4 separate regions of the Mus musculus genome follow, and regions 1, 3 and 4 are each linked to region 2. A link is a contact called in public HiCAR-type, HiChIP or PLAC-seq and Micro-C data. All regions are on one chromosome and are shown on one strand. The core of a region is the stretch at or near the end of the contact, and the rest is flanking DNA. Distances in the headings are between cores, read along the strand shown.

Region 1 (6,798 bases), core at 2,313-4,812, 250 kb after region 2:
CTTTTGGTCCTTTCTATGCTTCCTGCTCTGTCAGAGGAGACGCTGCTACGTGATCTAAGCACCCTAACCTCCATCATAGCTTCTCCTCTGCGATGCACGGACCCTCAACCTGCGGCCCTAAGTAAATCCTTCCTCCCTTAAGAGGCTTCTGATAGCTATTCTGTCACAGCAGTGTGACAGGAGAGTGACATTAGAGCCCGTGTGGTGCACAGCAGTAGAAGAGGCAGGGGTCCAGTTCCTCCTGGATCCAAGTCAACTTTTCTTTGAACAGTTGTTTGATTATATAAATGTATGAATGGAAATACCCTAAAGTCAACCTTGAATGTGTGTGTGTGTGTGTGTGTGTGTGTGTGAGAGAGAGAGAGAGAGAGAGAGAGAGAGAGAGAGAGAGAGAGATTCATACATATTGGCCCTATGGAAATCCTAATTTGCAGCATTGTTTCATCTGATAATGACTTTGTCTGGTTTTACTTGACTTTCATCCTTTCTCCCACCCCCCATTCTCTTCAAAGGACAGAGCTCAGGGAACCAATGAGGGGAGATTGTGTCTCCTTTAATCAATTGGTCCATTCATAAAAGTCATATTTGGGTGTTCCTTTTAAATCCAGAACACCATCCTGGTGGGAATTCCCCTTCTGGGATCTTTTTTCTCGCTCCCAATTTAGAATCTGTCTCTGTGTGGGACCAGGGTGTTTCAGAACAGATGACATCATGAAGACCCACAGAAACAGATGTTCAGACTCTCTGTGCCTGTGAACTCAATCCCGTGCCATCTACTGGGGTTGAGAGTGGCTGGGCCGTGCAGAGGGAACTTCTAAGAAGAGTGGGTGGAAGGGCCCTCTTTCTGGCTTTGCTTTATTAAACATGAAGTGTCTGGGTTGACCACTCTGGCAAGGGCATCCAGCAGTGGGCACATGGAGCTGGTGATCAAACCTGCAGTAGGTAAGTGCTCTGGCTTCACTGAGTGGATTTCTAAGCTAGATGTTGAAATAATTTTCCATTCCACCCCACCCTGCATAAAGGCATGAGATAATGGGATACTTTTAGCAAGAGGGGAAAAAAAAGTCCTATAAAAATGAACACATACATACCATACAGAAGACAAGGTACCTTCCACCAGTTGCCAAGAGACTCATGGAGTAACGGTTACATTCATAACAGGCTATGAAGCCCAGTACAGGAGATGGACACAGGTCATCATGGGTCTGTAAAGAGTTGAAAAAGGAACACAATGAAGAAACTGGTCAGAAGAAAGCTTTACATAGTGAGAAGGATGGCACACATCCATGATCCTAGAAATCGAGAGTTTGAAATAGGATGGCTGTGATTTCAAGGCTAATTTGGGCTACATAGTGAAGCCCTGTCTCAAACACACAGACAGACAGACAGACAGACACACACACAGACAAACAGGCACAGAGACAGAGAGAGAGAGAGAGAGAGAGAGAGAGAGAGAGAGAGAGAGAGAGAGATCACAGGTCACTAAGTGTGGTTGGCACATTGTGTGACTATGTCTATGAGCTCCTGACCATCTTGAATTCCTAGACCCTTGGTATGCACATCCCCCTAACCTTGTGGAACTATCTCTGGCCTCTGTGGAACTTCCCTGTCTTCCCTCACTCCCCTATCCCTACCTCAAGCTAATAAATCAGCTTGGGTCTCCTCTCCAACCTAACTCATCTCCTCTCCAAGACCCTAGGCTCCAACCCAGTTTCCCCGAATGACTCTTCCAACACCCCACATTTACTTTATGGTGAGTCCTGCTGGCTGAACTTTCTGATTATGCTGACATTGGGCTAATTCTCTATACTCTGTGCCTTTCTTGCTCCCATGCTCTGTTTCCCAGGATCTGTCACCTGGGTCACTGAATCTGTTCCCGATGCCCCTACTTGTTTTGCCTTGTCCCTATGGACGAGGGTACGGTACTTTTGACGGTGTTAAGATAAAGGCAGGATGATGTCATTCTCTGCTCAGACTTCTTGTTCTGCATGGTGCCTTGGTTAGTGGTCATCAATTTGGCATAGCCTAAAGACACCTGAGAAGGTGTCAGCAGGGCCTGGTAGGCAAATGGTCGATGGTCTTGCTGTTACTTGATGTGGGAGGGCCCAGTCTACTGTGACTGGCCATTTCAGGGGCAGGTGATCATGGGCTGTATAAGGAAGCTAGCTGAACAAGAGCCTGTGCCAGCCGGCAAGCAGAGCTCCTCCCTACCCTTGCTGCCACCACTGTCTTTCCATTTCAGTTTCTGCTTGAGTTCCTACCCTGACTTTCCTCATTGGCAGACTGTGACCTGGACTTATAAGCTAAATAAAGCCAGTCTTCTCTATGTTGCTTTGGTCGGAGTGTTTGACCTCATCAATAGAGATAAAGGTAGAACAGAGCAGGAAGCCAAACTCCTTGTGATGGCCTTCAAGGCTCCTTGTGTTCTGGTCCCTAGTTGACACTTCTGTCTTTCTAGAGAGCCACTGTGTCACTGCACTGAAATCCCACAGTCTCCATGCCAGGTCTCACCCTCTCCAGACCTGCTCTTTGTCACCTACCCCTTGCCCTACTTTTCCCTCTGCCAGAAACACTTGTCCCTCAGATGCCCCCAGGACTCTTCCACTTCCTTCACGCCTTTACACAGGTGCCCCGTTCCTGTTCACACCGCCCAAAACCGATGGCCTGGACATGCCTTCTGCCCTGAGGTCCTCTGTGTCTCTCCCAGCTCCTAGCACCATCTTGCTGACTACAGAGAGCGCTTACTTACTCCTTCATTACACACCTCCCACGAGAATGCAAGTCTTATAAAGTCGTGGCTTCTTGTCTCTTGCCTGCAGTTTTATTGCTACAGAATATGTTCTTTTAAAAACGTATTACATGTATTTAGCTGGGAAGAGGAACATGTGCATTCCACAGCAAAAGAGTAGAGGTCTGATGACAAGCTGAAAAGCTGTTCCTCTACTTCTGTTATGTGGGTCTTTGGGACCAAACTCAGGTCATTAGACTTGATAGCAAGTGCTTCAACCCCCTGATGCAACCATCTCGGTGAAACTAGATGAGTCAGAGATAGTCACTCCAAACAGACAAACACCGCAAGTGGTCACCTGTGCAAGTGATGCTGTCACAGGGACTGCTCAGTAAACACTGGAGTAAGGCTGGCCATGAAGCAAGTCACCAGCTGAGCTACCAAACCCACTGGAGACCTGCAAGCACCACAGGCTTCGTCTGGGTCTCTGGGTCATTACATTAGCTGCCTCTAAACATAGAGGGTCCCTTGCCTCTCTCCCCATACCCTCTTCACTGTCAAATAGCCCTCAGCACCCTTGAGGCCTCTCAAAAAGATTCTCAATGCCCCTCTCCCACAGTACAGAATCTGCCTATTTATTTATCAGACTGATCTCCAATCTTGACTGTGGACCCTGTAATGAGGAGTCATCTGGGTGAGCCGAGTGCCAAGATGACACGAAATAATATTCTCTGAGTGAATGGGCAGCTAAGTGGGTAAAAGCGTGGATGGCTCAGTAGCAAACAGCAAATGTCACCTCCGTCAGCCCAAGGGAAACTTCATGGGGAGAGAAGAACACAAGCCAGAAGAAGTGTGCCTTGGGGAACGGGCCACCTCCCGGCTCTTGGTCCTCTCCTGTAACCCACCATGTGCTCATTTTCTCAGAGCTGTCTTCTTGGCTCTTCCTGTCCCAGTATTTCTGATTCCCAGAGCAACGGTTCCAAATTGTGTGCCAAACTTAAGACAAGCTTTTCCAAAACCACATTTCTTGCCTGTGGCTTTTCCAGCCGATTTTTCTACAGCTGTTGTTTCTCCATGATGTAGCTTGTCTATCTGGACTTGGGCATGCTTGCCTCCCAGGAACAAGCAGCTTTTCTGTGTGGCTAGAGAATCTGCAGGGCTACTCTTAGAGCCTCCTTCTCTGGTAGCAAGAGGAAAATGCATCCCCTGTTGCCATGGAAACATGGTATTTCGCAGCAACAGAAAACAGAGAAGCAAAGTTAAAATTAGTCGAGGTTGTGGTGATAGTTCATTCCAAAAAGTGTGTGCTGTGCATGTATGGGGATCTGAGTTAGACCCCCAGAACACTTGTAAACAGTTGGGTGTGACCTGTGTTATAATCCCAGTGCAGAGAGGTGGAGAGGTTGGCCCCGGGGGATTGCTAGCCAGCCAGCCAGTCTACCTACTTGGTGAGCTCTTGGCCAGTGAGAGACCGTCTCAAAAAAACCATGTGTAGTGAATTCTGTGATGGATCTCTGGCTTACTTGAGACCCCCCTCCTCCCCCCAGCACGTGTGTGTGTGTGTGTGTGTGTGTGTGTGTGTGCGAGTGCACTCGCACACACACACACACACACACACACATCTACATAGATGATAGACCCTCTGACACACATATAAAGTTAAAATTACTTGCCTCGCAGTACAATACAGCAGCTCATGTAAACTCACAGAGCCTAGCTGTGGAGAGCAGGTGTGGGAAACTTCTCCGGGCTCCTGGCTCCCTTTTCTCAAAGCCTTCTGCAAACATGACAAACTGTGGTTAAGTTAATGAGAGAGATGCTTATCGGTCAGCTACCCTCCTGTCTGGATACACCCGCAGCCAGCTGGAAAGCACACAGGCACTGAGGCGTTTTACAAGCATGCGCTGCTCTGTGCATCGGAATGCACCTGGGCGTCTTACCTTTCAAATCTACTCCTTTGCAGGCGCCTGCCCCTGCTCCAGCACCCTGTGCTAGATTTCAGAGGAAGTGTTCTGTGCGCTGCTCTTGTTTTACATTGTTGGCTGAAGTCGTAAAGTCACAAGACATGAGAGAGCGACAGACCCTGGGAGATTTAGCTGCTCTTACCTCCTCTTTTTTTAATGGAAACTGTCAGAGTGACTTTCATTTTGGATTTTATGGGTTCTATTTGTGTTGACATGACTGATGGCTCTGCTTCCCAGACAGCCTCATAAAAGGCGGCAGCTTACTTCCTGATGTGCAGGCGAGGACGCTACAGTGCTACCATCTTAACTTCCTGCCTCATATCCTTCCCCGGATTTGGGATGTAATTGGAGACTTCTACCCATAGCCTTTCCTCAAAGGAAGAAAAGTACGGTCTGATCTGAGCCACTGCCCATTGACCGCTCCAGTAGGCATCCATGGTTCCTGGAGTCTGTGGGCTTCTCTTTAAATACCTCAACTCCTGCAGGATGGCCTGCAGCTTCCCTTCATGGGGCGGGGCTAGAAGGCTGGAGTCGGAGCCTTAACAGTGGGCCCTGGTGGCTAGAGTTGTGTAGCACAGGCAAGGTGCTCTGAATTGGTGCATTGCTGGTTGGAATCTGGGAAAGACTAGAAAAACAAAAATCAAAACCCGTTTTCAGAGCCCATGGATAAGATCTGGTATGGAAAACCGGTTCCACATGATAGCTGGGGTTGGCAGTACTGAGGGGCTGAGAGACCAGAACGAATGTTAGGAAGGGTCAGGAGGGCGGCTTGGACCTGAGATTGTGGAAGTAGTGAGTGAACCGTGCCTTTTGTTTCCTTTTTTTGATTTAAAATTTATGTTATCCCCAAAACAACATGCACACTGTTTAAAACGTCAGGGGCTGGAGAGATGACTGCAGGAATGACTGACACTTAAGAGGTCAGACTTCTTTTGCATCGGACCGGAATTTACATCTCTGCACCCACGCTGGTAGCTCAGAGCTGCTCCCGCTTCAAGAGATCTGCTACTCCCTCTGGCCTCTGCAGAAACTGCCCGTGTGCACAGACCCACACACAGGTGCACCTGTACACATTCCTCTTTGAAAATCTTAACAGCTATAATGTAAAAACTCAGCGTTTCTACAGTTGTGATCTGTAAAATTTGTGTGTGCCTGCGTGCCCTGTGTGTATGTGTGTGGCATGAATGTGTGGTTCAGAGGACAACCTGCGGGAATCCGCTCTTCCCTGTTCTCGCCAGCCCTGTTTCCAAAGTTTGTAATATCTCTTCCACATCTTGCCAGTAGGCTCCCTCTCCATGGTGAGGAAACCATGTTAACAATGAGCTTTCGGTAGGGAAGCCTGGAGGGATACCAAAGTACGGAGATTATTCTGTGAAAATAGATGGGCGATCTGATAGTAAGAGCGGGAGCTGTTGGCACAAGTCAGACAGACTGGGTAGCAAACAAACCCAAGACTTGCTGTTGTAATCTACTCAGGAGACCAGGTACAGACAGTGAGGGTTGCCTTAAGGTAGTAACAATTTACCTGGCAGAGGACAGCCCTACATAAAAAGGCTTTCAGCCATCACTGAGGGATGTGGAGGTGAGGAGCGGGTAGTAGGTGCAATGAGGGAAGAAGGGCTTGATAATGTAGGTGTCCATGTGACATCAGATATCCCACTATCTTGGCTCTAGTGAAACCAATCTCCTAGGGTGGGAATCTGGTGGCAGATGGGGCTATCATACCTAGTAGGTAAGATACCTACTCCCTATACCCACCCACAGGAGCCAGCCTGGATGTACAAGTCCGGAAGCAGTGATGTATCAGTGAGGGGAAGATTCTTGCTCATTGTTCCTCCGGAGACTGTACGGATCGGCTCTTCCAGACATCCCGATGTTTTGTGTGGGAGCAGAGACTATGTCTCTGTATCTAATCAGAGGATAGTCTGGCTTCTTCATTTGTCCTTAATACGGTGAATGGCACTAGTTTGCGTTTTTTAATGTTATGTTAACATTACATATGTGAAAGCCATGCTGCCTTATCTTTTTGTGTTATCAGGTTCCATTCACTAAAATACTATTAAGAATTTTTGTGTCCGTGTTCATGAGGGGCTGGAAATGAAATCT
Region 2 (7,008 bases), core at 609-3,108:
GGCTTGTGTCTCTGGAAGAGGAGAGAGAGCAGGCACAGGCTTCACACATGCTGGAGGAGGAAGAGCAGGGTACGGAGGCCACGGCTCTATCCCTGTTTCCCCTCGATGGATCACAATGCCCAAACTGCCTACCAAAGTGGCCTTTCAGGATGGAGATTTGTTGCATGCCATGCCTTTTGGGATCCAGCTCTTCAAATGCGACGTCACACATTCTAGCTCAACAACTGGCCCTTACCCCTTCACTATGAGATGGCTACAAGTGAGAAACCCTGTCCAGCATCTGCTCAGACTTTGATTTGGGCGGGGGTGGGGGTGTTATTTGACACATCCGCATTCCATGGGAGGCTCCCTGCAGATGTGGGGGAACCTTCACCACTGACCTCTTGGTAAAAGATACCCAGCCAGGAACTGGAAACATGCAGCATGACAACACAGCTGCCCAGATCTCCACTGCTCACTAGAATGGCAGGCTCCAGAAGAGAGGTCTATTCCATTCATCAAGCCTGCTGGGCCTAGAAGGTCCCTGGTAAGGGTAGAGATGGTAGAAATAGAGCAATATGCCCCACACATGCCTTCCTCCCACACTCCCTACAAACATTACCAATCAGATCGGTAGGTAGCTGCATGATTTCCTCTAAGCCTCAAATCAGATCTCCTCTCAAAACATATTAAATCTGCTTGTTACCTTCAGATGTTTTTAGATGTGTGTGTGTGTGTGTGTGTGTGTGTGTGTGTGTGTGTGTGTGTGTGTGTGAGAGAGAGAGAGAGAGAGAGAGAGAGAGAGAGAGAGAGAGAATGTTTTGAGACAGGGTTTCTCTACGCAGCCCTGGCTGTTCCTGGAACTTGCTTTGTAGATCAGGCTGGCCTTGAACTCAGAGATCTGCCTGCCTCTGCCTCCAGTAGCGAGTGCTGGGATTAAAGGTGTGTGCCACCATGCCTATAATTTATTTTTAATTTTCTATCTTACTATGTAGTTAAGGATGACCTTGAACTTCTGAGCCACTTGGGGGCTGGCAAAAGGCATCCATCACTCCTACTTTATATGGTACTGGAGATGGGACCCAGGACATTGCACATGCTCAGTACACATACTTTACCAAATGAGCTACTTTTCCACCTCCATTCTTGAAAGACACCCAAGACACCCTCTCTCTTTATGAGACAGATCCTCATGTATCCAAAGCTAGCCTCAAAATTTTCTAATCAACATTGATATGCACCCAAGGATAACCCTTAGTTTCTAATCCTCTGACTATGTACTGGGGTTATAGCCATTCATTTTTTTCCCTTCTGTATAGTGATTAAAGCCAGGGCTGTGTGCATGTCAGGCATACATTTTACCAAATGAATTATATCCTCTGCCTAGAAAGTACAACTTTCTCCTTTCAGAAAAGCCTAATTTTAGTGAGGATTCTAAGAAGTAAAGATTTCTCTCTCTCTCTCTGTCTCTGTCTCTGTCTCTGTCTCTGTCTCTGTCTCTCTCTCTCTCTCTCTCTCTCACACACACACACACAAAACAACAACAACAACAACACCCCAAAACCAAAACTAAAATCCGAATTTCTCCTAGGAGTACAAATGTAGTTCAAGTCCTTGACAAAGTAGGCAGGCCTGCTTGCCTGAAACAATGTTTCCTAAGCTGACAGCTCTGGTTTAAGCAAAGAGACACCACCCAAAAGAAGATGCCGCTGCTGGCCTGTTCATGCCTCTGGAGTGTGAGCTGTATGGCAGGCATTATTCTGATCATGTCACTTGTACTGTCTCGTATAATTAATAAAATATGATTCTGATGCTAACACAGCCGAGGATCCAAGACTCATTTCTCAGATCCAACGTGTTTCACAGATGAATGCAACCCAAGTCACACAGGCCTGCTTCGTGCCAAGAGTGCGCTCACCCGCCCAGGACCTGACCTCCAGCAATTCTGCCTGGGAAGCAGGGCCTTCCTGAAATCCGGCCCAGCCCTGGCCCATCTGTTCCAGCCTGTCACTCGGCCACGTTCTATTTCTGAATGCCCAGCTTCAAAAAGCAGCTCGTAACATCTTTGCAATTTGTCCCAGATGGACAGTGTGGCTTCCATGAAGGCTGCTCCTCTTCTCCTCCGTTTCTTCTGACAGGTCTGAGAACAGAGAAGGTTGCAAATCTGTCTTCTAACAAACTCAGAGGATGCCCAGGCTTTAACACTGTGAGCCAGTGCGGGAGCTGCTGCTTGGCCTGTGCTTGCGTCAGACACTGGCATGCTGAGCCACCTGCCCTGTAGGGCCAGCCTTGGGCTGCAGCCCTGGGCAATACCAAGTGTGGTGCCGTTCGTCCCTGGGGGATAGCCCCTGTGGATCCCAGGTGCAGCCTTACAGCAGCTGCCCTGAGAACTGGAGCATGGGGGAAAAAAATGACAAGTGTGGTGATAAAATCCATAATAAAAGTGAAAGTTACTGATTTTTCTAGGGATATTTATTAAGTAGCTGGCAACGAGCCACATTGGATTCACAGGCAGTCTCACCCTTCACCCCTGACCTCTCCTCTGACCTTGGTTTTGGAAAGAGAGATGTTTACTCCCTAGAGAAAGTTCTGGAGTGGCCAAGGGCTGCTTTTCAGGCTGGAACTGTGAGGCAGTCTTAAAGTCTGTTTCTCTTGTGATCAGGAAAGGCGCCCCTGTTTGGGATTGTGTGTTGGCTGCCTTTATCCCACATGAGTGGGCTCTTTACTCCCCCATGATTTAACTGAGCCCCAGTTTACCATGATCAGGGTTGTGGATACACTGCTCTTGTTTTCTGTTTGCTACATTGTATCTTATCACAAGTCAGTCTCCCCTGTCACTTTTCTAATCCATCCCAACTGCCCCGTTAAGGATCAACCGGTGACTAAAGCCGTGAGGCCTGGAGGCAGTGCATTTCTTGAGGGCAGAGGTCACATCTTACTCATCTCTGAATTCACATATTTGGCATAGGAGGCCCAGTGGATCCATGCTACTTGTGGATAAAAAGGAAAAGGTGGGGATGGAGAGGGAAGCAGAGCCGCAAGCTTCTTTGGAGTTAACTTGTCCACCAGAGCGAACGGTTCTCTAGCAAGCACTGGCTAAGAAACATTCCCTGCCTGTTTGATGCTATCTGAAAAACTGGGTGTCTGAGGAGCTGAGAGAGAAGGCTTAGTCAGAAAAGTGTTCGCTGAACAAGCATGAGACACGAGTTCCATCCCCAGAGCTAGGTGGAATGTGAATGGTTTCAGGGCCATCACTAGGCAGGCATTGGGCTAACTGGGGCCCATTCTCTAAATGCAGGCAAATACACCTGTTATAGCTAAGCCAAGAACTCTGAGTTCTGCCCACCCCCCAAAGAAAGAGAAAGGAAGGAGGGGAGGGGAGGGGAGGGGAGGGGAGGGGAGGGGAGGGGAGGGGAAGAACAGTAGAAGACACTCAGCTTTGAACTCTGGACTTTACCCACATATGTGCACACACTACACATACACATTATAAGTACACACACACACATACACACACACAAACACACACGGAGGCACAATTTGGCTACTTGATACAAACGTTGGCTTGGCTGAGTGGGAAGCAGCGCACATAAAGAGTAAGCCATAAACTTCCTGTGTTCTCAATGACAGCCAGAACCACTCACAGCTCCATCTCGCCGGTGCTTGGGAAAACAGGAATGCCCGTGCCGGCGCCATGGGAATGCTCACTGACATCTTTGCCCTCCTGCATTGTGCCAGCTGCCAACCACTTCAATCCGCATTTTTCCTGTCCAAAATTGCAAATGCCCAGAGTGGCAAGGCTCCTGGCCAAGGAAACACAAAGGCTCAGCCTAATTAGTGCACATTGAGGGTGAGAAAGCTAATGTCCAAGAGGCCGAACATCACAAGCGGGAAGCTTGGAAGCAGCTGTTTGGAATCACCAAGCCATTCTCCACTTCCACGCCACAGTAACAGTTGCAAGAACAGTTAACAAGGGACTTTGGGCTAATTGGACCCACCCACAGAACACATGCCTGATCTGGAAGCCAGGCCTCATAGCTACAGAGAAAGGAAGCTCATACATTCAGGCTGGGCTGCTGTGTCAACACATCCTGCATCTTTGTCCAGAAGGCATCCGTGCCCAAGTGGCTACTTCTGCCAGGGTCTTGTGGGCAGGAAACAGCGGAGGGTGCCTCTCAGTCAAGATTCCACTCTCCCCACAGAGCTAGTGCTGCTACAGAGGCCTCATCAAGGAGAGTCTCAAATGGAATCGCAAGGAGCTAGACTGGATGCCAAGCTCAAAGGGCCATGCTAATACCTCATGAGTACCTTCTGGATACAGGCACAACTCATGAGCACCTTCTGTATACAGGCCCCTTCATAAGCACTAAAGATTCAGTATAGCACAGTAGACAGAAACTTCCCTCTTCATTAACTACGCCTACCTTTGTGACAGCGCGTGGATCGTAAGGTCACAGGACTTTCTTTAACCAGGGTTCCTATTCAGGCACACTGCATTCTGAAGTGTTGATATCAGGCAGCCAGCTTTTCTGGGTTCTGGGGAGATTTAAATTAAGGAAAAAACTCGAAAGATTTCAGCAGGGCCCTTTCCTTCTTCAGGTCTTCCGGACTCCATGCTAATATTAATTCTTTCCTGTCTCACATCCTCAATGTCCATACATAAACATAATCACATAATCACACATAGAAAGTGTCATCCGTAAAGTATGATGTGCCATCTCTCTCACCCTCCCAGACACTCTGCGGTGTGGCTAAGTGTGGCACCCATGAGAATGAGAACACTCTACAGACCTCAGATTACAGGTCATGAAACTGGCAAGAGCTCCGGCTGCTATGCTTCAAATCCATTACAACAGTGGTGCTGGCACCAAGCTGAGCTTCCCACGGCCTGTTCCCAGGGGTGACGGCTGATCCCAGTGGGGTACAGAGGCAAGACTATTCCCAGGAGACCTAGGACTCCTCTAGAAACTTACTTGACTAAAAGACTCCTAGATGGCCTTGGTGACCCTCCATGGTGACTGAGAATACTTCCCACCAACCTCCGACCCCTCCCTCCTTTGATGGAGGACGGGCTTCTGTTACTGTCTGACTGGTCTCCTAACCATCTGTTTCCTCTAATAAAACCTTGGCATGTTTAACTCCATATTGGTGTCGGGTTCTCAGAAGATGCTGACAAGAAAGCAGTATTGTATCTTCACACAGCAAAAACCCACGAGACAAAGGCCACCTCAGTGGCATCGAGGTGGGGAAGGTTCACAGCTCAGAGCCAGCCCTCTATGAATCGCAATGTGAGGGAGCCTGCATCCCTTCCACATGCAGCCCTGGACTGGGACCCTGAGGTGTTTCCTGAGAGCCGGACTACCTTTCCATGTCCCTGGCTGCCCCAACTGAGGAAGCCTGAGCAGAGAACAGAGCAAATTCCTTCAGTATCCAATGGGTTCTTCCTGCTTCCCCCTTAGGGAGGAGACAGGCCCTGGTGCCATCCCAGAGACGGGACCTCTGCACCCATTCTCACATCCAGTGCCAGTAGAGCCTCACTCAGCATGTCTTGCCATTTAATCAGTGTGTTTCAAGACCATAATTTGACAAAAAAAAAAATGAATCTATCAACTTGAAGCCAGAGGAGACATGATTAGTCTTGCCAACTGCAAAGTCAAAGGTAAAGCTACACTTCTCCCCAGTGACTGTGGCTGCAGGAGACCCAGTGGCTTCAGATGGAAACCAAGTATTCATGTGACCACATCAAAATTCTCTTTGGCATCCCAGCTGGCTATCTCAGAGCTGTTTTCCCAGTGCCCGGAGAAGCCCAGGACAACGCAGCCAGACCTCCGTCACCACCAGGGGCCATACACTCTGATTTCTGTACCCCCGTGGCTGGGGAGACAGCCATACTGCACCCTGTGACCCTGTGGCTGGGGAGAGAGCCACAATCACTTCAGGAAAACCAATCAGCAGTGTTTAAATGTCTTAGCAGAAAACTGAAAGGGGAAACAAATAGCTTTGCTGGACAAAGGCCACTTAGAGAGGCACAGGGAAAAGCGTTCAATCTGCCGAACCCTTTGGGAGAACAAGCCGCCAAGGCTTCCTCATGGCCAGTGATGCCTGAGAAACTGGCTTGGGTCTGTGTCATTCACTGTCTACTGTCCATTAATGTCTAAGTTATGCACAATTTAGCTTCTTTCTCACTCTTGGTAACAAACAGCCAGTGATGGCAGCAGCAGAGATAGGACATACATACAAGAAAGCATTTTTTAAAAAAAGTAACTTAGGGCAGCATAGAACTGCAGTTCAAGATAGTACCAGAAACCCCGAGACAGCAGGAAGGAAATGGCTTAGTGATGGAGGCCTCTTCTATATACCAGGCACTGGGTGCTAATTGATTTGTATGAACTATGTAATGTAAGACTCTAAGAAACTAGAAAACTGACATTATTCTCATTTCGCAGAAGAAACTGAAGTTCAGAGTCATGAAATATGTTTCCTCACACCTCTCCATGAAATATAGATCCAAACTGGATTCTGACTGTGCAACATTAGCATTTATGCTATGGAGGAATCTGTGGCTATAGCTCAATGAGTAAACTGATTGTCTAGCATGACTGAGATTCTGGGTTCCATTCCCAGAACCCCATAAACCAAGGGTGGAGTTGCATGCCTGTCACCCCAGCACTCAGGAGGTGAAGGCAGGATGATCAGACGTTCAAAGTCATCTTTGGCTACATAGTGAGTTTGAGGCCAGCCTGACATACATGAGACCATATCTCAAAGGAAGAAATAGCTTATCTTGCTTTATAGATGTACATTGTGTGTACATTGATACACACACATGATTTTATGTAACTACAAAATATAGGAACTACAAATGAGCAAGAACATATATTTGTCTGTCTGCAATTGGCCTGATTCACTTAATATGACATCTCTATTTTCTTGCAAAAGATATCATTTCATTCATCCTTTGTTTGAGGGCATATGGTTAGCTTACCTTCCCTGCTGGAAACTTCAAAGGTATTCTCTCTACTGCCCAGG
Region 3 (6,665 bases), core at 1,644-4,143, 150 kb after region 2:
GAGGAAGAGAAAGAGGAGGAAGAAGAAGAGGAGGAGGAGGAAGGGTTCTACTGATTCATACATAAGGATGGTGTGAGGCTACCTTCATAAACATTACTTAGCATTGAGCCTGGAACATAAGAGGTGCTCAATAGACATCTGTAGCCAGGGAGAGGAAACCCATACTATACGCAGGATTCTTGAAAGAAATGTAGACAAGGGATATGAGTCTGGGAGTTAAGGGCTGCTAGAAGGTTGTCACGGTGACCCAACAAGAAGGCAACAAAGATGGCAGGAGTAAGAGGAAAGTGGGAGGAGACATGGAGCAGACATTTCCATTGGCAAGAAAACGGGGCTCAACACAGCTGGGATCCCATACCTGGGAGATTAAAAGAGATATTCATGCTGAAATAAAAATAAGGAAGGTGGGCCGGGACTGTAACTCAGTGACAGAACCCTCGCCTAGCATGTGTGAGGCCCTAGAGTCCAATCCCACACAGACTTTCATAAACATACACTCACATACACATACACTCACGTACACTCACACACACTCACATACACATACACTCACGTACACTCACACACACTCACATATACTCACACATACACACTCACACACATACATTCTATACACATCCACATACACACTCACATGCACTCACACACACTAACACAATAGTAAAGAGATAGGGTCAATTTGGTAAACACAAAACAAAGTTCTGTTCTTAGCTGCTATGAAGGGATTGAAACTCATGAAGCAAATCAGGCCAGCACCACAGATCCAGGGAAGGGACCCATCCTGAGGAAGGATGGCGTGCTGAGGATACTGAGGAAAGCTTTCATGCCCAGGCAGGAGGCAGCAACAATACAAGGAAGGGAAACAGAAGAAATATAAAGAGGACAGGTCATTTCAGAGATGTAGAGCTGAGTTCTATGTCCAAAGCTAAGTGCTGCTGAAGAGGGAACCAGTGATTTCCAAAAAGGATCGTTCTCATGAAGCCTGAGAAGTAGCCCTGAAAGAGTGGATCTGCAAATCAGCAGGGTGGGATGCAGGCTCATCTCCCAGACTTGGGAAACTCCAGGAGGTTAGCTGTAGATAAAAGGCAGCTGCTATTGCTAGCATTCAGTGCTTTTAGGCTCTGCTCCAAGCTGGTGGCTTCCTTCTGACAGTTCTGAAACTGGCGGCTGCCACCTATTCCGGCTTCCTCCTCTCGGAGGCATTTGAGGCAAAAGTAGGTAAGCACATGGCTTTTGGGTTCCCTTCTGCCCTGCCTGATGGGAAAGGATGCAGGGAGAGGTTGCTGAGCAACAGGATCTTCAGCGGGGAGTATAAGGAGTTGGCAGTTGAGCTGCACGTGCCCTAGGCAGATGCCTCTGACCCATGTTCCCAGTCCTATTTGTACCTTAGAATCATGCACGATATACTTCAGGCTGCCTAGCTATAACTCTACTTCCAGACACTGGCATCCAATGTACCTACAAATGACCCCACAGGTAGGTAAGTTGTCATTGTTGTTGTCATTGTTGTTATTGCTTTATCCCCCTAAATGATTCTAACCCACAACCAAGACCAAGAACTTCCCAGTGAAGTTGTAGTATGAGTTTCACAGATATTTCAGAGCTTTGATTTGAGATAGGCTCCTAGATCTGTCTAAATTTGGCAAACACAAAACCCAAACACTAGTGGGTGGTGTTGATGAGGGCTGTGCTACAGGGAAAGGGAAGGGCCCCCGAGCCAGGGCACAGCTAAATAAGTACCAGGATCAACTGATGAGCGGTCTCTACCCCGCACTGGGAGGGAGGGAGAGAGGGAGGGATGGCTGGGGTCTGATTATGCTACTCCAGCTAGCATCTCTAATCCTATCATAGCCTCCACTAAGCAGCCTGAAGCCTGCTGAGACTGGAAGCCCAGGAGCCCACCGTCCAGCAGCTGCTGGCTTGGATAAGCTCCAGCATCCCCCAGGGAAGCAGCTTGGAATAGTCACAGCAGCCATCAGCACCACACTCCACGAAATGAGACTTTCAGATCCATTTTGGGGGTTCCGGGAGCTCTCGTCTCCAGGGAGAGCTTCAACCCGTGACGCTTTTAAGAATGATTACTCTCGGAGCCTTAAGACAAAAATCAAGAATCTTGGAGATGCCAGGCTCCACCAGAGCTCACCCAAACAGGGACTTTGAGCGCAGAGTCCAAGCGCCTGCACTGCTTAGCAGCGATCACCCAGCGGATAGACGGGATCCACCCAGCAGGCTAGGGAGCAAGGAGCTCACATTGCTCTGCCAGCAGCATCCCTAGGGACCCCTGCTTGATGACAACCACCCCAGAAATGGGCTCAACAAAACATACAACTAGTCCCTAACCGCTCGCTCTGAAGCTTAGTTCTTCCTCTGTAAAAGAAGAGTGCTCTGACCCTAAGGACCGTACTGCTGTGAAGGCAGAAAAATGACATCATCTTGCTTACAGTGGGACCCTAGAGTTGGCATGGACAGACCTTACTAGAAAGTAATAAAGCACTGGGCAGGTTGGTGCACACTTGTAACCTCAGCACTGAGCAGTCAGAAGCAACAGCACAGTGAGTTCCAGGCTGGCTTGGAATGCACCGTGGGACCCTGTCTCAGAAGCTAAATTAAATGCAAAAAGGGAAAGGAGAAAGATCATAGGAAAAGAAGGAGAGGGAGAGATAAGGGAAACAGAGGAGAGAGAGAGCTACAGAAAGAGAGAAAGGAGGGAGGGAGGAGAAGAGAGAAGGAGGAAAGAACTGAAAGAAAGGGAGGGGGAGGAGAGGAGAACAGGAAAGAGATAGAAGGAAGGAGGTGGAAGAGAGAGGATGGACAGGAAGAGAATAGAGAGGGAAAGGGAAGGGAGGAAGCAAGGAGGGAGGAGACAGGAAGCAGGGACATGGAGCTCTTGCTCTGATCCAGACAGCTCAGCAGATATCGCCCACCCAAATATACAGTGGTCACCCGCCCAGAACACAGATAAACACCCTGCAGAGTCTTTCCCTGACAGCCCCCAGAGAACCGCATATGTTCCGACTTCACCACAGGCTCCTGGAAATGACTTTTGAGTTTTATTTCCTTGTCAAAAATCTTGTTGAAATAATCGTCCCGACCCACGCTGAAGCAGCAGGCTCGTGTCGACTCTTGGCTGGAAGCTTCTGCTCAGCAGAAATCAAGAGACCGGAACATCCATTTGTCACGTGCAGCCGTGTGTAAAAATCTTTAATTGCCCTGCTTAATGGCATGGAACGTGGGAGAGGGGCAGGCAGTGGGTACATAGTGGAGAATAGGCAGAGGTAGTCTCCATGCGCTAAAATCTGCCTGCCATTGGCAGATGGCTGAGTGACCATCAAGGCAAGGATAGTGAACTTCCTTTTCTTTATTCTTTTCTTTGCTGTGGTGTGTGTGTGTGTGTGTGTGTGTGTGTGTGTGTGTGTGAGAGAGAGAGAGAGAGAGAGAGAGAGAGAGAGAGAGAGAGAGAGAGAGAGAGAGAGATCAGGAGAAGGGTTTACACGCTCATGTATGCCTGAAGAAGGCAGAGGCTGCCTTCATGAATGTCTTCCCACCATATATACTTAGGCACAGTATCTCACTGAACCCGAAGCTCACTGATTCTACTTGCTCTAGCTAGCCAGCCTCCATTGCCTCCAGAGAGCTGAGACTGCGGGTGACCACTGTGTGGGGAGCCGCCCTCACATTCGCCATTGCAAGATGGCGCTGACATCCTGTGTTCTAAGTGGTAAACAAATAATCTGCGCATGTGCCAAGGGTAGTTCTCCACTCCATGTGCTCTGCCTTCCCCGTGACGGCAACTCAGCCGATGGGCTGCAGCCAATCAGGGAGCGACACGTCCTAGGCGGAGGATAATTCTCCTTAAAAAGGGACGGGGTTTCGCCATTCTCTCTCTTGCTCTCTTGCTCTTGCTCTCATGCTCCTGAAGATGTAAGCAATAAAGCTTTTGCCGCAGAAGATTCCGGTTTGTTGTGTTCTTCCTGGCCGGTCGCGAGAACGCGTGTAAGACCACTGCCCTACCTGGATTTCACTTGGGCTCAAAGATCTGCACTCCAGTCTTCACGCAGGAGGCAATTCAACCACCGAGTCATCTCCGCACTCCCAGAATCTTCCTTTCAACCTTTGCTTTTCCAGGCCAGGAGCCCTACTGGTCTTTTTGGCCTTTAAGTCAAGGATGTGTCCCCCAGTACCCTCCCATCCCCCAGGTCTGCCCTTCCCACCTCTCCAGCAGACTCTAGGCTCCCTGGAGGAACTTTCTGAGGTGCTCAACACTCTCCCTCTGCTCCCACCCTTCCCCCATGCTCCCACCCTCACCCTTTCCTTTGAGCCATCTCCAGCTTCTGAATCACCCAAGGTCTGCCTGGCCTTCCCCAGTCTATCCCAGGCCCAAAAAGGTCCTTCCCTGTCTAAACACCTATACCCTCAGCCTCGGGTCTTAACTCACTTTAAATTACCCATGACAAACTGTCTGCCCACCCCTTCTAACACAGAAGCACTTGGCATGCATAAGCAGGGTAACTGTAATTCACCATCAAACTAGGACCCTTTTAAGAGGAACGGGGGTGTTATTAATGATCACATCAGGCCCACAGGCATAAACTACCACTGCCCCAAATGTCTAGATGCCTTCCAATGAGCCTAACTCTCTAATGATATCGAACCCTTTTAGCCCTTGGACCTTATGAACATGAGTTGACAAAGGAGCAGGCAAAAAAAAAAGCTTCTAAAACCCCTTGAAAGTTTAGGAAGGATCATCTGGCCTGCAGTGTGCAGGGTAAAGGACGGCCAGAATAACCACAGCTCATGGCTCGCGGTTACGAATAGAAATGAGCAAGCTACAGGCTGCTTTCATTTCATTCTCTATAGAGATGCAAATGTGAAGGCTGACGTAAGGTTGAAGCAAGCTTTGCATGAGAAACCCAGTTTGCATAGCTTAAAACAATTTAATATCTACCCATGGCCAGCTAAGCATCTGTCTCTAATTCCATGGCCACAGTCACTGTCATTGGACGTACACATCTGGGAGAGACTAAACTGGTCCAGCGCTTGGCAAGCTATAGCATCTGATCGCCAGGGCCCCTTCCATCCCAACATGCTGCTTTGCCAGCACTGTCTTTAGCTCCAGGGGAAGGACAAAGGGCAGGTCAATCAGGTCCGATCACCCTGGTAGGGGGCACCTAACAGGCAGGTCCACAGAGAAAGACACAAGGGGTAATTGGGGCTGCACAGGGAAGGCCACTTAACTCTCTCAGCTTTTGCCCTCTTCTCTGGAAAGGCTTCAGTGGAAGAGAAAGGTTGGAGGAAGGGAGCGCCTTGCCTATTAGCAAATATTTCAATACAGCCCTTGACCTTCCCTGTTTGATGCGTGGGATGAGCCTTTGCAAAGATTCCTTGCATGGGATACGGGGCTCAATCAGGAATCCCGGCTTGGGTGCTTGTTCTCATTCTACTTGCTTTTCTTGCGGAGAAGCAGCTCTGCCCCACTTGTAAAAAAGCATCCCGCCTCTGGTTTGGTCTTGTCCGTACCACATGCTGCGAACTGATGTTACATGGAGGCCAAGATGAAATTCCCGGTACCATCGCCACCCAACGACGTGGAAGGCAAAGGCAGAGGTCAATGGTATCAGCTTCGGGGATCTTGACTGTGCGAGTGTATATAACTTCAAGATGTTGTCATCTACAAACTTCACACTCAGGAACTGGGCAACGGAGTTACAGAAATAAATCACAGAAATTACCTAGGAACTACAACATGTTTTAAGTCGGCTTAGGATTTGTACGTTGGGCTACAACCTAAATTATATGTGGGCCATGGGTTGGACCTGCCTCTGCTTTCCCCTTGAAATTCAATGTACCACCTGCAATGCCTTGCAGTCAGCAGTGCCCCACTTCAGGGGGTTCTCTGCTAGACTCTGCTTTTGAGGACAGCCACATTCTTGCTTCCAGGGTGAACAAGATACAGAGCAGACAGCATGGAGCAGAAGTGACTTGCCCAGCATCATGTGAGATGCAGCTCTGGACACGGGGAAGATCAGCAGCCCTGACAGCCCCAGCTTCCCCAGAGAAGCCCAGCTCTCATTTCCCCTAAGCTAAGAATCACACCCACAGAGTGATCCCCGCCCTTAGTCATGGACAGCATCCCATAATCAAGTGGCCCCACCACCTGAGACAAAGGAGAGGTGGGCAGACAAAGTGACTTTTCCAAAAGAATAGGTCACATAATTTCCAGATCCTGCAAAGGAGGCTCAAGGGTCTTGGCTCCTGCTGTCCCCTGGGCACACAAAGCCCATCTACTGGTTTCAAGTCTTTGTGCTTGCTGGTCCCTCATGCCTGAATCATTTCTTTCTTCCTCTAGATAATCCTTATTGCATTTATTCATTCATTCATTCACCCATTCATTCATTATTTTATTCATTTACAGGGGTGCCACAGCACATACTCAAAGGGTGAGGGGACAATTTTCAGGAGCTGGTTCTGTGGGTCCAGGAGAACAGAGCCCAGACTGTCAGACTGTCAGAGCCATCTTGCCAGCTCCCTTTCATTGCACCTTGCATTTTTCAGACCTCTCCCCTTGAATCATTCCTATCTGACTTTTCAGATTCTTCAAAGCTTCTTTGAGCCTGGACCTCCTCCCCTGGTACAGAGAATAGCAGCAGCCCTTGAGGACAAAAGCT
Region 4 (6,604 bases), core at 2,671-5,170, 170 kb after region 2:
ACATAGTATAATCCTTTTCTACTTTATGTATCTGTTTGGTTTTTTTTTCTATAGCTCCTGTCATCTGTGCAGGCGCTCTGCCCCAAGCTACTCCCTCCAATCTTTAGTTATTAACTGTTCATCTACCTCAAATCACAAAGAGATCCTCCTATGTTTGCTCCTAGAAATGTCCGTTTTCTTTTTTTTCTCCAAATTTTTATTAGGTATTTAATTCATTTACATTTCAAATGCTATCCCCAAAGTCCCCTATACACCCCCCTACACCTCGCTCCCCTACCCACCCACTCCTACTTCTTGGCCCTGATGTTTCCCCTGTACTGGGGCATATAAAGTTTGCAAGACCAAGGGGCCTCTCAATGATGGCCAATTAGGCCATCTTCTGCTAAAAATGCAGCTAAAGACACGAGCTCTGGGGGTACTGGTTAGTTCATATTGTTGTTCCACCTATAGGGTTGCAGACCCCTTCAGCTCCTTGGGTGCTTTCTCTAACTCCTCCATTGGGGGCCCTGTGTTTCATCCAATAGCTGACTGTGGGCATCCACTTCTGTGTTTGCCAGGCACTAGCATAGCCTCACAAGAGACAGCTATATCAGGGTCCCTTCAGCAAAATCCTCCTGGCATATGCAATAGTGTCTGCATTTGGTGGCTGATTATGGGATGGACCCCCGGGTGGGGCAGTGTCTGGACAGTCCATGTTTTCGTCTCAGCTCCAAACTTTGTCTCCGGAACTTCTTCCATGGGTGTTTTGTTCCCAACTCTAAGAAGAGGCAAATTGTCCACACTTTGCTCTTCCTTCTTCTTGAGTTTCATGTGTTTTACAAGTTGTAACTTGAGTATTCTAAGTTTCTGGGCTAAAATCCACTTATCAGTGAGGGGAAAAATTCCTGAATAGAACAGCAATGTCTTGTGCTGTAAGATTGGAAATTGACAAATGGGACCTCATAAAATTGCAAAGCTTCTGTAAGGCAAAAGACAATGTCAATAAGACAAAAAGGCCACCAACAGATTGGGAAAGGATCTTTATCAATCCTAAATCAGATAGGGGACTAATATCCAATATATATAAAGATCTCAAGAAGCTGAACTCCAGAAATTCAAATAACCCCATTAAAAATGGGGTACAGGGCTAAACAAAGAATTCTCAACTGAGGAATACCGAATGGCTGAGAAGCACCTGAAAAAATGTTCAACATCCTTAGTCATCAGGGAAATGCAAATCAAAACAACCCTGAGATTCTGCCTCACACCAGTCAAAATGGCTAAGATCAAAAATTCATGTGACAGCAGATGCTAGGAGGATGTGGAGAAAGAGGAACACTCCTCCATTACTGGTGGGATTGCAAGCTTGTACAACCACTCTGGAAATCAGTCTGGCGGTTCCTCAGAAAACTGGACATAGGACTACCAGAAGATCCAGCAATACCTCTCTTGGGCATATACCATGTTCCAACTGGTAATAAGAACACATGTTCCACTATGTTCATAGAAGCCTTATTTATAATAGCCAGAAGCTGGAAAAAACCCAGATGTCCCTCAACAGAGGAATGGATACAGAAAATGTGGTACATTTACACAATGGAATACTACTCAGCTATTAAAAACAACAAATTTATGAAATTCCTAGGCAAATGGATGGACCTGGAGGGTATCATCCTGAGTGAGGTAACCCAATCACAAAAGAACTCACATGAAATGCCCGTTTTCTAAAGCACCAACAATACGAGAAGGCTTCTGTAACGGAAAGCTTTCTGTTCTTCCATAAGCTTTCCGCTCAGCATCCAACCCGGGGACAGGGTTGAGAGGGTAATCAGAGATCTTGGCTGCACTTCCCCTGGATTCCGCGCTGCCTATGACCTATCCTGAGGTCCCCTACTTGCATCATGACCTGCTTATCAGTTAGCAAAGCAAATATTTTACTTCCCTCACTCTGCTCTGTAGTGTCCCTGCTCTGTTTGTTTGAAAGTTTCTATAAACACCGGGCTGCAGAGCAGCTCCCTTTGGCCAGCAGCCCCGGCGAGGAGTTTGTATTTCCTTCCTCTAGCTTTCTTCACTTTCTACATGTTCTACAGTAACTGAGAGATTTAAATTAAAACGTGAACTTAATCACTGAGCAATTAAAATGAATTACTTTTCCACATCTAGAAGCTGAAAGACACTGTACTGGGCTCAGCTGACGAAGTGCACTGTGTGAGGATGCAGCCAGCACCCGAGTAAAGCTGGACACGGTGGCACATGTCTGTAAACCTGCTTCGGGGGAGTTAGAGACAGGAGGATCCTGGAGCCTCATTGGCTAGACAGCTTAGCCCAATCAACAACAGACAGTGAGAGCCTCTATCTCAAAAAAAAAAAAAAAGTAAAGAATAACATACAAGATTAACTTCTGCCCTCCAAACACAATTCATACAGACATACACTTGTCCTCCATACATACACAAAATACATAAATTTAATGTAAAATGGCACTATTCCATAATTTTTTTCTGTATAGAGTTTGTCTTGGCCATACTTCCTTTTTTTTCTCCTGTTCCTGGTTTCCTCTTTTTCACAAATAAAAACACACACACACACACACACACACACACACACACACACCCTCTAAAACTACAGTCATCTGCCAAGTATTAGCAATTAATGGGTGAGCAGTCTTTTGTGGGGTTGTTAATTCTGCCAGAAGAGGAGGCCTTCTGCATAGAAACATCTGGAAAGAGCTACTTACACTCGGCACCAGGTCCCCTCCGCCTGCATTATTACATAGGACAGTTCCTAAGGAGATGTAGCCAGTCACCCGAACAGCACTGAGACGTGCATAGTTTACTTGACAGCATTTACAAATTATGTCTCTTGGTCGGAATAACTTACGCTGTGGAAATGCTTCCATATGCTAAAGTTGGACACACCACAGTAACAAGGAAGAAAGGAGAGCCTTTGAGTAGCTGGCTTTTATATATACAATTGACTATAATATGTGCAAATTAATAACTCTGTCCCTAAAGAATTAACCTTTGATGGGCTTATAATTCTTTCTGCTCTTCTCTGCTAACAATCAAGAGTAGCAAATTTTACCCCACATAATAGGTCAGTGAGAATTATGAATGTATCTATGTAATGAAAACAACAAAATAGCAATTGTAAATTTCATTTTAATGTGAAACTCTATGATTTTTTCTTCCAATTCCCTGGTGTTCTTCACGTCTCAAAAGGGGATCTACCTTCAAATTCCAAAATACATGTGTGTGTGTGTGTATATATATACATGTATACACACAGAGATATATGCACATGCATGTGTGTATGTGTTCCTGTGTACACATGGGTGCCCTGTGTGTGGTATGTGCAGGTAAGGGAAAACCCTCAGTCGCCATCCACCATTTTTTTGAGACACAGTCTCTCACTAATCTGAAGTTCACCAAGTGGGCTATGATGGCTGGTCGGGAACCCCAGCCACCCTCCCATCCTTGTCTGCCCATGGTGGGATTACAAGGGCATGCCTTCATTCCTGGATTTTTAAGTATGGGTTCAAAGTTTTAAGTATTGGGATCCAACTCAGGCACCCCACTGAATAAACCATACCCTGAGCCCACAGTTAATTCCTTTCCATCCTGACTTTAGAGCAGAGGTTAGCAAACGTGGGCCCACCAGCCAAATCCAGCTCACCACCTATTTTTGTAAACAAAACTTTACTGGACCGCAGCCACGACTATTCATTTACAGGGTACCTCTGGCTGCCTCCCCCTCGCCAGGCAGAGTTAAATGAATGTGACAGAAAGTATGGCCCAGAAAGACTTACAGAATTCTGGGCAGCTCTTTATAACAGTGTTGCAGCCTGATTAATAAGCATTTCCTCAGTCTGGTCTCTTCATGGACACACTGTTGCAAGGCCAGTTAATGAGCATTTCCTTAGTCATCTCCTTGCCTGCCTAAGTGGATGCTGCTACTGCCAGCCCTGCTTTCACTGCCAGGTTTTGGGGGATCCCCAGGATGACAGGCACAGTCACAAAAAGCTCTAAGAAAACACTGAAAAGCAACCTAGCACCCAAGGAAACCCACGTGGCCTTCTTTTCTTGGACGAATGGCAAGAACCCTGGCAGCCAAGACACATGTGTTTATTATGTGCAGCGACTGCTCTGAAATGTCTTTCCCCTGAGTGAAGAAATCTATAAATGTCAAGGGGTGGAGGGAACTAGCCTTCAATTGCAAAGTTCTTAATAATACTTTGACGAGGAGGTACTACATACCAGGTTACGATACGGTTTTGCTTAGTGTTTTAAACCCAATGTTCTAAAGCAACTAATAAACCTTTCTTTTTCCGTTATCACGAAGAAGACAAGGCAGGAGGAAGACGAGGGGGTGGGCAAGATGGCTCATCGGATCATGACGCTTTCTACCAAGGCTGATGATCTCAGTTCAGTCTCCAGGGCCAGCACAGTGCATGAACGGACTTATGTTGTCCTCTGATCTCCATAGTGTGCCTTGGCATGTATGACACATACATACACATATGCACACACACACACACACACACAGTAACACTTATTTGGGAACCCAGAGATTTGATATATCTATCATTTAGGTATCTTAAATAAACAAAAAGAGATGACAAAATAATTGAATTATTTATAAACTATTTGTAGCTATGATTACATATCTGAGTATTGAGAATAACAAAAAAGAACGCTGTTAGGGCAAGTCAGTTATTAATACTAAGCATTAATGATTGAAAACACAATAATAACTTTTTAAAACCTTCTACCTATTGAAACTATGGCTGGGGGTGAGATGATAATAAAAGGCTGCAAATTCCCAAATCAATCTCGCAAAATGCTGTTTGGACCTTAGCCAGGTCCTAATCGCTCCATTAGTCAGTCATTCAACAAGTACTGGGTTGAGCACCTAGCTGTGCCAGGCATTACTCTAGAGTCAAAGTAGTGTGTGAGAAGCACTTGCATGGCTCTGACTTGCCAGTGGGGAACAAGGTACCACAGAGGCTTCTACCTGGTCCAGAAAAGCAGAACGCAAGCTCCCAGATCTAAAAGAAATTAGATAAATCAGAGGAGATCGCCACCAGCTGCTGAGACGAGGTTCGAGCCTCAGCACGCCTTCCTTTCTCAGTTCCTTTTTGATTCTGAACTTCCCCTGGGAAAGCCCTATCCTAGGAAAGGGTCCTGTCAGCTCAAAGCCACTTCAACATGAATTCTCCTCCCAGGACCCAGGGAGCTGACGGAGGCCTGAGGTACTTTGTTCGCGTGTCAGGTGTCCTGCTTCTCAGAAGCACTGACAGAGCTCCATGGCCAGGCAGCACCCAGCTGGAACATGGACATGAGGCAGGCATGAGGCAGGCAGCTTGACGAGAAGTGAGTTCCTCATGTCCCATGGGCCCAGAAAGCCGGTCTCTGGGGACTAGATTCAAGGACTGTGGTCAACTGCCTACCGCAGTGGTTCGAAAGCTTCCTAACGCTGTGACCCTTTCATACAGCTAATGTGTGGCACGCTCCAAACATAAAATTATTCTCATCGCTACTTCATGATTGTAATTTTGCTACTTTTATGAATTGTAAATATCTGATATGTAAGGTATCGTATATGTAAGATATCTGCTTTGTGAACCCATGGGTTGAGAACCACTGGTCTAGACTAATCCATGGGGAAGCATCCACAGAAGATGGGGTGGGATAACAAAAGGCCAGGTCCTTCCTTCCCTCCTTCCTTCCCAGAATCCTCCTGGCAGTAGAGACTCCCATCAGAGATCACAGCTCCATATGGAAAGGGAGGTTTCTCTCAAGCCACTTCAGCTTCTCCAATCGTCCCCTGCCTGTGACCTTGAAGGTGTGCTCGCACAGGCACCAACTCTGGCAAGCGTTCTCCACTCCTGAGCGGGGCCCCAGCTTGCAAGCTTTTGCAATGCCTTCCCACTCAACTCTAGGGACACAGACTGTAAAGTCAGCTCTGCTCTCAGATCACAGCACTGGCTTCTTATCTAGAAACCTGGAAAAGATGCAAAGACGGCAGAACATTCTAGAAACAGTGCTTCTACTCAGAATCAGCTGGGCCTCACCTCCAGGCAGAAGGAAGATAAGGGAAGTAGCCACAGTGGCCCTGCCCCCTCCGGCAGAGAAGCACAATGGCTCTGAGTGGCCGGGACTTACTTACCTTTCTGTGTTCAGTGGAAGGCTGCGGGCAGACAAGCTGAGAACCAAGCAGCAGCAGGAGGGTGCTCAGGGCACTAGGGAAGAAAAAGAGCAACAGACAGAGAGGTGAGCATGATCCTGGCAGTACCTGGAGGAAGCTGGCATCACCAGCTCATTGCTGGAAGGGAAAGGTCAGTCCACCCTGAGTCCTGAGATAAACTCGGAGAAAAGGAAAGAGCCCCACCCCAAGGACGGCCATGGCATGGGTGCAGGTGTGGGGGTCAAATCCCTGACCTATACCTCCCAACAGTGCTGTAGGTCTGAGATAACTTCTAGCAGCCTCGGTCACCCCGCTTTGAGAGATGGGATTAGCAGTTGGCTCAGGGGTATGGAGAGGGCTGAAAAAGATGGTCACCGTCCCTCGCACAGACCATAGCGCAAGCCAGTGTGTGTAGGTTAGCAGGGTAATGAGGTCAGCA

Evidence for each region. A called contact is a pair of places that touch in the nucleus more often than the background predicts. HiCAR-type assays count read pairs that join an accessible place to other places. HiChIP or PLAC-seq counts read pairs in DNA pulled down with a chosen protein or histone mark.
Region 1: a contact with region 2 is called in a Micro-C map of muscle stem cells, with 8 times the contacts expected there. The contact joins two enhancer-like sites. A contact is called at or near these places in 2 of 484 Hi-C or Micro-C datasets (embryonic fibroblasts and muscle stem cells) and 1 of 115 datasets of contacts at active chromatin or transcription factors (embryonic limb bud).
Region 3: an H3K4me3 HiChIP or PLAC-seq map of forebrain shows a contact between it and region 2, with 4 times the contacts expected there. The contact joins two enhancer-like sites. A contact is called at or near these places in 5 of 484 Hi-C or Micro-C datasets (cerebellar granule neurons, cerebral cortex, long-term hematopoietic stem cells and 2 more) and 4 of 115 datasets of contacts at active chromatin or transcription factors (embryonic basal ganglia, embryonic stem cells, forebrain and 1 more).
Region 4: a HiCAR-type map of fibro-adipogenic progenitors shows a contact between it and region 2, with 4 times the contacts expected there. The contact joins two enhancer-like sites. A contact is called at or near these places in 1 of 484 Hi-C or Micro-C datasets (cranial neural crest), 3 of 115 datasets of contacts at active chromatin or transcription factors (astrocytes and fibro-adipogenic progenitors) and 1 of 9 other capture datasets (adipose tissue).

The regions. Positions count from the first base shown.
Region 1 is chr9:60,557,954-60,564,751 of GRCm38.p6, forward strand. No RefSeq gene overlaps it. Among named protein-coding and RNA genes, the nearest start is that of 9230112J17Rik, 15 kb to the left of the region's middle. Within about 2 kb of position 3,563, at least 38 of the 459 cell types and tissues checked have an H3K27ac peak or open chromatin away from gene starts, as enhancers often do. A contact at or near this core is called in muscle stem cells, where this site is marked.
Region 2 is chr9:60,308,008-60,315,015 of GRCm38.p6, forward strand. The region is part of intron 6 of Thsd4 (thrombospondin, type I, domain containing 4); the gene reads right to left. Among named protein-coding and RNA genes, the nearest start is that of 2010001M07Rik, 23 kb to the right of the region's middle. Within about 2 kb of position 1,859, at least 66 of the 459 cell types and tissues checked have an H3K27ac peak or open chromatin away from gene starts, as enhancers often do. A contact at or near this core is called in fibro-adipogenic progenitors, forebrain, muscle stem cells and 1 more, where this site is marked.
Region 3 is chr9:60,455,663-60,462,327 of GRCm38.p6, forward strand. The region is part of intron 3 of Thsd4 (thrombospondin, type I, domain containing 4); the gene reads right to left. Among named protein-coding and RNA genes, the nearest start is that of Thsd4, 52 kb to the right of the region's middle. Within about 2 kb of position 2,894, at least 58 of the 459 cell types and tissues checked have an H3K27ac peak or open chromatin away from gene starts, as enhancers often do. A contact at or near this core is called in forebrain and uterus, where this site is marked.
Region 4 is chr9:60,476,276-60,482,879 of GRCm38.p6, forward strand. It overlaps Thsd4 (thrombospondin, type I, domain containing 4), which reads right to left. Exons shown (of 18, transcript NM_001040426.3): 3 at 6,148-6,220. Among named protein-coding and RNA genes, the nearest start is that of Thsd4, 31 kb to the right of the region's middle. Within about 2 kb of position 3,921, at least 18 of the 459 cell types and tissues checked have an H3K27ac peak or open chromatin away from gene starts, as enhancers often do. A contact at or near this core is called in fibro-adipogenic progenitors, where this site is marked.